3 separate regions of the Mus musculus genome follow, and all the other regions are linked to region 1. Evidence: chromatin contacts called from public HiChIP or PLAC-seq data. All regions are on one chromosome and are shown on one strand. The core of a region is the stretch at or near the end of the contact, and the rest is flanking DNA. Distances in the headings are between cores, read along the strand shown.

Region 1 (2,884 bases), core at 265-2,764:
CTAAGCCCTTGATCCTTGCATTCATCAACCAAATCAACCAAATCAAAATTCCTGAGTGGATGGAGTCCTTGCCTAGCATGTGTGTGGTTCCAGGGTTTATTTCTCATTGCCCAAACTATTTACAACATTTCACACCTCTCTGTATTTTTCAATACCACACTACTGTTTGCTTCCAGCTGATGGCTTTCTCGGGTCTCCTTCATATCCAGGTTCTACTTATGAGTCTGGATGGAGAAGGAAGACATTGGTTTTGTCTACATATTGTGGGGGTGGGGAGAGAGGGAAGTTTCACTTGAGTATCATTTGGGGAGGAGGTGATATCAGATGTAGTGGCATTGCCTCATGGAACTTTCTCCACCTCACTGGAACCAGCACGGTGTGAATGGCCACCCATTAAAAGCTAGAGGAGGGACTGACCCCAGAGTGGAACTGTAAGGGAATCAGACCAGCACTGCCACACCCTCTCCTATTCCCCCAGGAAGATGTGGGAGGAAAAACCTGAACACAAAGGGTTGTGTGCACATCTGGGAGTTGGAAGGATGCTGGCTAGAGGCGGGGTGGAAGGAAGGTGAGGCAGCTGTGACTCACTCTGAAAGAATGGGGGTGTTGGAGCTTATACATTGTCAAGGACTAGAAAACGAACTCAGATGACCTTAGATTTAGCTAATGGGAACATTGATTTCCTTTATGAAATTCAGCCAAATACATTTAACTTCTACTTCAACATTGCCAGCAAGTATTTTTCAGTTCTTATCGTAAAGTCCGTTTTTCTTCCCCACTGGGTCACTGTTTGATTTCATACCCTAGGACATATTTTACATACCAAAGCAGACCTGGTGTCCATGTTCTCCCAGCATCCCTCAGTCCCTACATGGCATGCCCTGCTCCCAACCCGGAACTTTTCAGCCCAGTGACTGGGCTGCCCTTCTGTCAGAGGCTCTTCCCTATGTAATCCAGACATTTTGGTCTCTCCTTTCTCTCCTTCTCTTTCTCTGAGTTTTCTCTTCCCCCTCTGCTCTCTTTCCCTTTCCATGGTGACTTTTATGGCCTCAGTCATTGGGGCCAGTGAACACACCTGACAGCAGCTTTGCAATAAACCTGTGTTTGTGTATATATATATATATACACACACACACATCTAAATCTGACTTTAATTGGCTAATTTCACCAAAGGAGAAATAGCATGTCACTCGCCTTTGGAGTTTTTTAGCTGCCCCTTTAAAAAAACTTCATCCAGTGATAATGTCTTAATTCAACAAGGTACCCAGCTGTTAATTATACTGCTCATAAACATGTCTTCCTTTCCTTTTCAGAGAAATGAAGGGAAAATGATGACCATCCTCCTTCTAGAGTCAGCCTTATAGCACAGCTGTGTGCATTCCCCCTCGGGCCACCTGCCCCCAGGCTTACCTGTCCACCCAGCATTCAGCGAAGCCCAGTGTTACCATTGTCAGCAGCAGAAAGTTGGAAGAACTAACTCAGTTAACAACACAAAGGGAAAGCAGATTCTTTGTTAGCTCTCCTGGCTGTGTTGCATCATAATTACAGTTTTATGCAGCCTCCGAATTCTTTTTATTCCCCTTAGGCGACGACGGCGTGGAAAGCAAACGTTTCTTTCTTTTTTCTTTTCTTTTTTTTTTTTTTTTAATGTTTCAGTGTTAATACGTGTACAGACCCTGTGAGCTGACAATTATTAGCAAATAAAGAATAGTTTATTATCTAACCTAGTTATTGTGGTCATATTTCATATCACAACAGGACAGTTTCACTGTCCTTCTTCCAAGGAGGCTGTAGGGGAAAAAAAAAACCCACATCTCGGTAGTTTGAGAGATGGGATGCAGTGAGCGTCCCTGGCTGCCTGCCATTTCCCTTCTCCTGCTCCCATCCACCCCCCACCCTAATGAATATTCAGCCTGCATCCTTCCACCGGGAGCCTGAATTGGATGCTTCCTGTTTTTCTTACCAAAGATTGACTGTTGTCCTGGGGGAAAGGGATTGTTTATGAGGATTTGCAGCTGGGAAGTCCTGTTTGTTTATTTATTTATTTATTTTAAAATTATGATCCTGACCCTGGAGACAACATATATTTCATAGTTTCCAGTAGTGCCTTGTGTGTTTGGACAGGTTGGTTACTGCTGTCTGCGCCTCCTTTTGTCATGGTGAGCAATTCAAAGGCAGGCAATGGCACTTATTAATTCCTTTCTTTAGGGTGCCTACCACAATGCTCAGATCAAAACAGAAGCTAAGTCAAATTTGTTAGATGAATAGGCATTCCTAAATCTTCTAGAAAGAGGCAATCTTAATCATCCAGCCATAAGGCTAAGAAAAGGGGAAGGTGAGATAATACTCGTGTGTGTGTGTGTGTGTGTGTGTGTGTGTGTGTGTGTGTGTGTGTGTCTGTGTGTCTCTGTGTGTGTGTGTGTGTCTGTGTGTGTGTGTGTCTCTGTGTGTGTGTGTGTGTCTGTGTGTGTGTGTTCTTTTCTTTCTGGCAAAGCTTTGAATACAATGGCATACTACAGGGGTTCAGTTTTTTTGTGTGTTTGTTTTCCTTTCAACAGTGGGTTTTTCCATACTTCGCCTGGTGTTTCTTACAGGTGTGCTTTGCTGCATGGTAAGTCTGTGGATAACAAGCTGCATGGTTTGTTGTGTGGTTGGCAAATTATTAGCGGATGTTAGGTACACCCTTGCTCCTTGTTACGGGGTAGCCTGGGACATTATAGAAAGTTGACAATCCAGTGATGGTTTGGTTGTTTTACAGAACTTATGGGTGAAAGCATATTTGAAGGTATGATTCCACTGAAGTCGTTTACAGGCAAGTGAGCACGGGCTATTTAAGACAGATAGCCTTTTAGTGGATGATTTAGACTTCTTCGGAGGGAAGGTC
Region 2 (2,884 bases), core at 265-2,764, 240 kb after region 1:
AAACTATTAGGTTGCTAATTCATAACTATAATTTTGCTGCCGTCATGAATCATAATGTAAATATCTGATATGCCCCGAGGGGGGTTGTGACCTACAGAGAAAACCACTGAGTTAGGTGGTCTTCAAGCTCTGGAATCCACCTGCTTCCATTTGCCACTGCCCAGCATGGGGTTATAGACATATACCAGCCTACCCGACTTCTACCCTCTGGTGTTTTCTAATGTGTTTGTAGATATTAGAGGAGAATATTTCAAAATGAGCATGCCAAAGAAAGCCTGTGATTTGTTCTTCTGTCCCGTGCAAGTGACAGAAATATGGCAAGCAAGATAAAGAATCCCTGTGGGCACTCGGTGTAGGAGTCTGCATTCAGCTGTCGCAATGATAACATTGTTCTAGAAAGAGTCTGAGCCAGAATTGCAAGACGTTCTAACGTAACGACGTGGCTTGTGTTCTCCCTAAAATAGCTTGAGAAATATTTTCCTACCATTTGCAGGTTTGTCGAAGCACAGGGGTTATGCCGATCCCATTCATGGTTGCATCCTCCAGCAACACCCAGCACAGAGCAGGCAACGTGTGTGTGTGTGTGTGTGTGTGTGTGTGTGTGTTGTCAGGGATCTTAGAAATGCTACTGCAGATAGACAGCAAGGAGAATGTGTTGCAATTAACTCGGACATCTGAAAGAAACTCCAAAAGGGGTGTTTCTATCTACCAAGCAAATCTGAATGACTTAATTAATTTTCAGAGAGGGGGGGGCCTTAGTACTAGAAAGTAAGTAGAGAAACGTAATGTATTTTTAGAGCCGGCCAAAAAAGACAATTGGTGATTAAAGGCGCGGGTCAGAGGCAGAGCCGTCCCTGCTTTCCTGTGCTCCCTCAGGAAGTGCATTTTATAGAAAAGTCAGAGAGGAACTAAGGGAAGCGGAGCTGGGAGCTGGGGACTCACAGCAGTAGAAGAACGCACTCTGGACCACAGCTGGAGCTCCATGCTACCTGAAGTCACTGGCTGGCTTGAAGTCACTGGCCGGCCTGTCCCGGGGCTTGCCAGGCCACCCTGATGAGGATCACATCTCCGGCTGGGGGTTAGCATGGTAAGAGCTGTGTGTTCACTGGTCATTGAGGCATTAGCCGATGGCTCGAATCTGAAGCCAATGCTGAGTGGTTTTGAAAGGTGCGCAGAAATGTTTAAGAGGCTTCTACTTCTGGGACAGGAATGTTAGTCTTTTATAAGTTCTCTCATTAGGTCTTTGACATGTTATCACTAAACTTAAAGGGAGATGTGATCTATTCTAGCCATTTGGTGGTGTGTTTGTCAAAATTAAAGGAGTTTGCTTCAAACGCCAATACAGGGCTTATTTGTCTTTTCAAATGTGTAGCTACGGAGGCAGGAAGCTCTTGGCTAAGTGTGTAGGAAGTAAACTAAATCCAGCTGGGAGAATGAGTTCGCTTCCTCAGTCACACTGTGTACTGTGCTGTCACCAGGGGCGGCAATATGAAGCTGAAGATACGGCCTCATGCCACACACTGGCACATGGCCTCCGTGAAGGATTGCAGCCATTCTGAAAGCTCTCATTCCGGAGACTCTGAGGGTATTTTTAGATGAGGCCTGTCCCCATGAATGAGGAAGTCTGGCAGATGGCTCTTCCGGCTGATTTTTTTTTTAAGCTTTCTCCCAGCGTAGTGTAGAGATCACTCTTACAAAACTTCGCTCTCTCGGGACAATGGAGGGAAAAGCCATTCTGAAAGCACCCGGTAGCAGCTGCAGAGTGAGATGTGGTTGGGTGCCGTGCCACCGAGTTCTGCGTTTCTACACAGATCTGCCGTGACCTTGCACACAATGGACAGAGGGAGTTGGGAAAGGAAGTCTGAGCAAGAATAGGTCGTGTGTCACAGCACGGAGCAGACATCATGGGGCTTATTTCCCCCACCGAAGAGGAAAGACTAGTGTATGTGGGTTTTGTCCATTGAAGTTACTTCCTTAAGTCATGGGACGACAGATTTCATTTGATAGAGGGTTTGCACCAGCTTGGGGAATCAAAATCAAAACAAATCAAATTATCGTTATTAGTGGAGCCTTGTTATACATGGTTAACCCACGCCTGTTGGCGCTTGGCCTTACATCTGACAGAACACTCTGCTGAGGCTCACAAGCTACCTTTGGGATTTTAAGCTTTTTATTTTTTTTCTCAGAGAGTCTTAAGAAGTCTGTTGCACACACAGACCGAAGAATCAAAACCGTCTTGATTGTAAGACTGGGCTTTGATGGCAAGCTTGCCTTTCATTTTAAAATGTGATGTGGTTTGGCTCATCCCCTGATTAAAGTGGCAATCTTCAAAGAGGTCAGGTGGCCCAGGTTCCCAGGGTGCCAGCTGTTGATGCTCTTCTGGGAGCACCATCGCTTCTGGGAGTTGGATGCTCTTTTTTTGGTTTTGTTTGTTTGTTTGTTTGTTTGTTTGTTTGTTTTGATTGGATATTTCATTTATTTACATTTCAAATGCTATCCCTTTTCCCAGTTTCCCCTCTGCAAACCTCCTATCCCATTCCCCCCTTACCCTGCTCCTATGAGATGCTCCCTCATCCACCTACCCACTCCGTCCTCACCGCCCTAGCGTTCCTCTACACTGGGGGATCAAGCCCTTACAGAATCAAGGGCCTCCCCTCCCATTGATGCCAGAAAAGGCCCCTTCAGCTCCTTTAGTCCTTCCCCTCACTCCTCCCTTAGGGTTCCTGTGCTCAGTCCAATGGATGATTGTGAGCATCCACATCTGTATTGGTCAGGATCTGGCAGAGCCTCTCAGGAGACAGCTCTTGTCAGCAAGCACTTCTTGGCATCCAAAATAGTGTCTGGGTTTGGTGTCTGCATGTGGGATGGATCCCTAGGTGGGGCA
Region 3 (2,884 bases), core at 202-2,701, 190 kb after region 1:
TAAGTGTCTATGCCAACATGAAATATTGAATAGAGCAGGCTCCGGATCCCACTCCAGGCAATATGTGACACCTTATTGTCACGTGTTCCTAAGCCCCTGTGTGGTGACTTTGGCAGTTTAGAAGATGAGGAATGTACCTGTTTTCTGGAACGTACCTCAATTGGAATTCATTTTCCCTACTTTTCCTTGACTCCACACGGGTTTCAGGTTTTGAGGTAGAAGAACACAGAGTAAGAGGAACGAGGTAAGGAAGAAATATTTGCACACGAGGGGAAATCAAATACTCAAAGTGCATCATGTCCCTGATGGAGGTGAGACCAATACTTGTTGAGTATAGGTTGTACAGGGTAACTAACTTCTCCCAGAGAGTATGTGCAAAGGGAGAGGAAAGTGACTGCTTGCTAAAGCAAACAAAACGCTCCCTCAGAGATCACAGCCAACAACAGTCAACAGTCACAATAAGAACAGATCCAGTGGGTTCAATTCAGCCAGACTCTTGCTTGCTCCTCAAACCTATGTGGGGTCATGAGAGAAGGGGGATGAATTCCACTTAAGCTACATTCTACAAGACAGGTGACTACACCTCATCTCATAAACGGTCAAAGTCATCAACCAAGGTGCTTAAGAACATCTGATAGCTGTCACATATTGCCTGGAACGGGGCCCAAAACCAGAATAAAGCGGGGGGGGGGGAGACCAATTACTTAAGAACTAAGGAAATATACATAAATACACTGTAGACTTGTATTCTTTATACTGCGTTAATATTGATGTATGAATTATAGCAAACAGACCATAGTAACATGGGACACTAGATTCAGGGAATGTAGGGGTTTTCTAAATTATACTTACATTTTCCCCCCTTTATAAATCTGCCAGCTTGACACCAAGGAGGCAGGCCTCAGGCACACCTGTGAGGTATTATTGACCTTAAGGTTAACTTCTGGGAATGTATGTGAAGAATGGTCTTGATCTCCTTAATTAAAGTGGAAAGCCCACTCTAATTGTGGGTGGTGCCATTCCCTAGGCAGAGGACCCTGGGCTGGACATCAGTAGAGGAAGAACTGTAAAAACAGTAAGCAAGAACTCGCATGCAATAATTCAGTGGAAGGCTAGAATGTGACTTCTCTCATGCTCCTGCCACTCTGCAATGGTGGACTTTAATTTGGAACTGGGAGCCAACTAAACCTTTAAGTTGCTTTTGTCCAGAGTATTTCATCACAGCAACAGAAAAATCCAAAACTGGTCCAAAATGTAAAGTTTTATTTACTTATTTTTTCCATAATGTAACCACATACGTGTGAATCCTTAGAGAAATGGGTTTGAAGGCAGTCTGGGTGGCTGGTGACTGTCTGCACTCAGGAGCTCTTTGGTGGCAAGGCTTGTGGCTCATGGAACACAATGTTAAACTCTGAACCTCAGCCGAGATAACGCCAAGAGAAGCTCAAAGATTTATGATCTTGTTGTTTAAGGAGTGGAAGAAGAAGGAAGGCTTGGGGAGTCCGTTAATGATTAACCCACGTGTTTGCTTTGTTCCAGTTACAAAGGAGAAAAAGAAAAGCCCGTCATTTACAAAGAATTAAATCAACCACTTATCGGTAAGACTGACTAAAGTATTTTGTTTTTATAAAATATAAATATGATAAGTAAGGAGTCTTTATTTCAATAATAGTTCTTTGTTGACTTTTAAAATCTTTTAGAAGTTTACGGAGACTGTGTAGTCACTCAAGAAACAGATTTTAGTAGCCCCTTTATTTTATGTTCTCTTCTCTGCATAGCTAATATTATAGGCCATTCTTAGTAATGAAAACTTACCCATTTAGTTTATATTTATGACTTGCAATCCCATTGTATTACACTCATTTTTCTTTGCATAAGGCCCATATAGCACCTGTTAAATTATAAATTGTATTTTGATCCTAAGTAAATCTTTCTTGGCTATAAATATTTTATTCTCCTATTAAATGTTAATGTTTTGTTTTATCAGACTACATACAAGTTCTATCTCCCCCAGTGTCTTTGTAGATGTGATAAGTGAACTTTTGCTTTCATTCTCCATTCTTCATGCCTCTCTCTCTTTTCTTTCCAAAGTACTTGGTGGGCATCTTCTCTGGTGGGCATTTAGGGAAACCAACATAAATGACAGCAGATATCAGCAGCAGAATGTGTAAGAGAAGCAGGTGAGAGGGAGGGTAACCCAATGTCACTGTATGAGGATGTGGCTAGAGACTTCGGAGGATGCTCATGAGGAAATACTGAACCTATGGATGCTTTTAAGGTGGAGGTGCCTCTCTGTGCTGCTTTTCCATGCTCAAAACTTGATCATCATTTCCAGAAGACTCCCTGTGTGTCTTGAAATGAATCTGGAAGTTGATACCTTCGATCAGCTTTCAGAGGTGTCAAGTGTAATGGACTCAACCAAACTGCCTTATAATGACCTGACCTCTTTTTTAGCAACACCCTCTACAAATACAAAATGAGGCATTTGTATTAGTAGTACAAATTGGAGTCCTTGAAAGAGCTCTCTCCTGATCAAACCCATTGAGCAGAAGGGATTTGTAGAGGTAACAATAATGATACATTGCTTTCTACAATATTTAGTCAAATATTTGAGTGGAAACCAAGTGTTAAGAAAGTTACTGAGTTCTTCTTTTTTTGTTTTTTGTTTTGTTTTGTTTTCCATTTGGTCCTTGGGAATTTGACTAGAGGGGGTCTGGTTCTGTTTGTTTTTGTTTTTGTTTTTTTTTTTCGTCAACTCAAAGTTATAAATAGTTAACAAACCATAATCTGAGAGTGATTAAGCTGATCTCCATGGCTGTCTTGAAAAAAGAATGTCCCCTTTGTAATCTACAAGGGGTCAAAGTAGAATCCTGTCAGAGGTCTT

Evidence for each region. HiChIP or PLAC-seq counts read pairs in DNA pulled down with a chosen protein or histone mark.
Region 2: an H3K27ac HiChIP or PLAC-seq map of heart atrium shows a contact between it and region 1, with 5 times the contacts expected there. The contact joins the enhancer-like site here to the promoter of 5430403N17Rik in region 1. A contact is called at or near these places in 5 of 115 datasets of contacts at active chromatin or transcription factors (bone marrow-derived macrophages, cardiomyocytes, embryonic basal ganglia and 2 more) and 1 of 9 other capture datasets (embryonic stem cells).
Region 3: a contact with region 1 is called in a FOXA1 HiChIP or PLAC-seq map of pancreatic cancer cells. The contact joins the enhancer-like site here to the promoter of 5430403N17Rik in region 1. A contact is called at or near these places in 1 of 484 Hi-C or Micro-C datasets (nephron progenitors), 3 of 115 datasets of contacts at active chromatin or transcription factors (embryonic stem cells and pancreatic cancer cells) and 1 of 9 other capture datasets (embryonic stem cells).

What each region holds. Positions count from the first base shown.
Region 1 is chr8:35,881,443-35,884,326 of GRCm38.p6, forward strand. It overlaps 5430403N17Rik (RIKEN cDNA 5430403N17 gene), which reads right to left and starts at 1,515. Exons shown (of 3, transcript NR_046181.1): 1 at 1,411-1,515.
Region 2 is chr8:36,121,032-36,123,915 of GRCm38.p6, forward strand. All of the region lies in intron 3 of Prag1 (PEAK1 related kinase activating pseudokinase 1), which reads left to right. Among named protein-coding and RNA genes, the nearest start is that of Prag1, 28 kb to the left of the region's middle. Within about 2 kb of position 1,515, at least 186 of the 459 cell types and tissues checked have an H3K27ac peak or open chromatin away from gene starts, as enhancers often do. A contact at or near this core is called in bone marrow-derived macrophages, cardiomyocytes and heart atrium, where this site is marked.
Region 3 is chr8:36,072,005-36,074,888 of GRCm38.p6, forward strand. It overlaps Gm39163 (a long non-coding RNA gene), which reads left to right. Exons shown (of 3, transcript XR_870358.2): 3 at 1,540-1,603. Among named protein-coding and RNA genes, the nearest start is that of Gm39163, 7.1 kb to the left of the region's middle. Within about 2 kb of position 1,452, at least 22 of the 459 cell types and tissues checked have an H3K27ac peak or open chromatin away from gene starts, as enhancers often do. A contact at or near this core is called in pancreatic cancer cells, where this site is marked.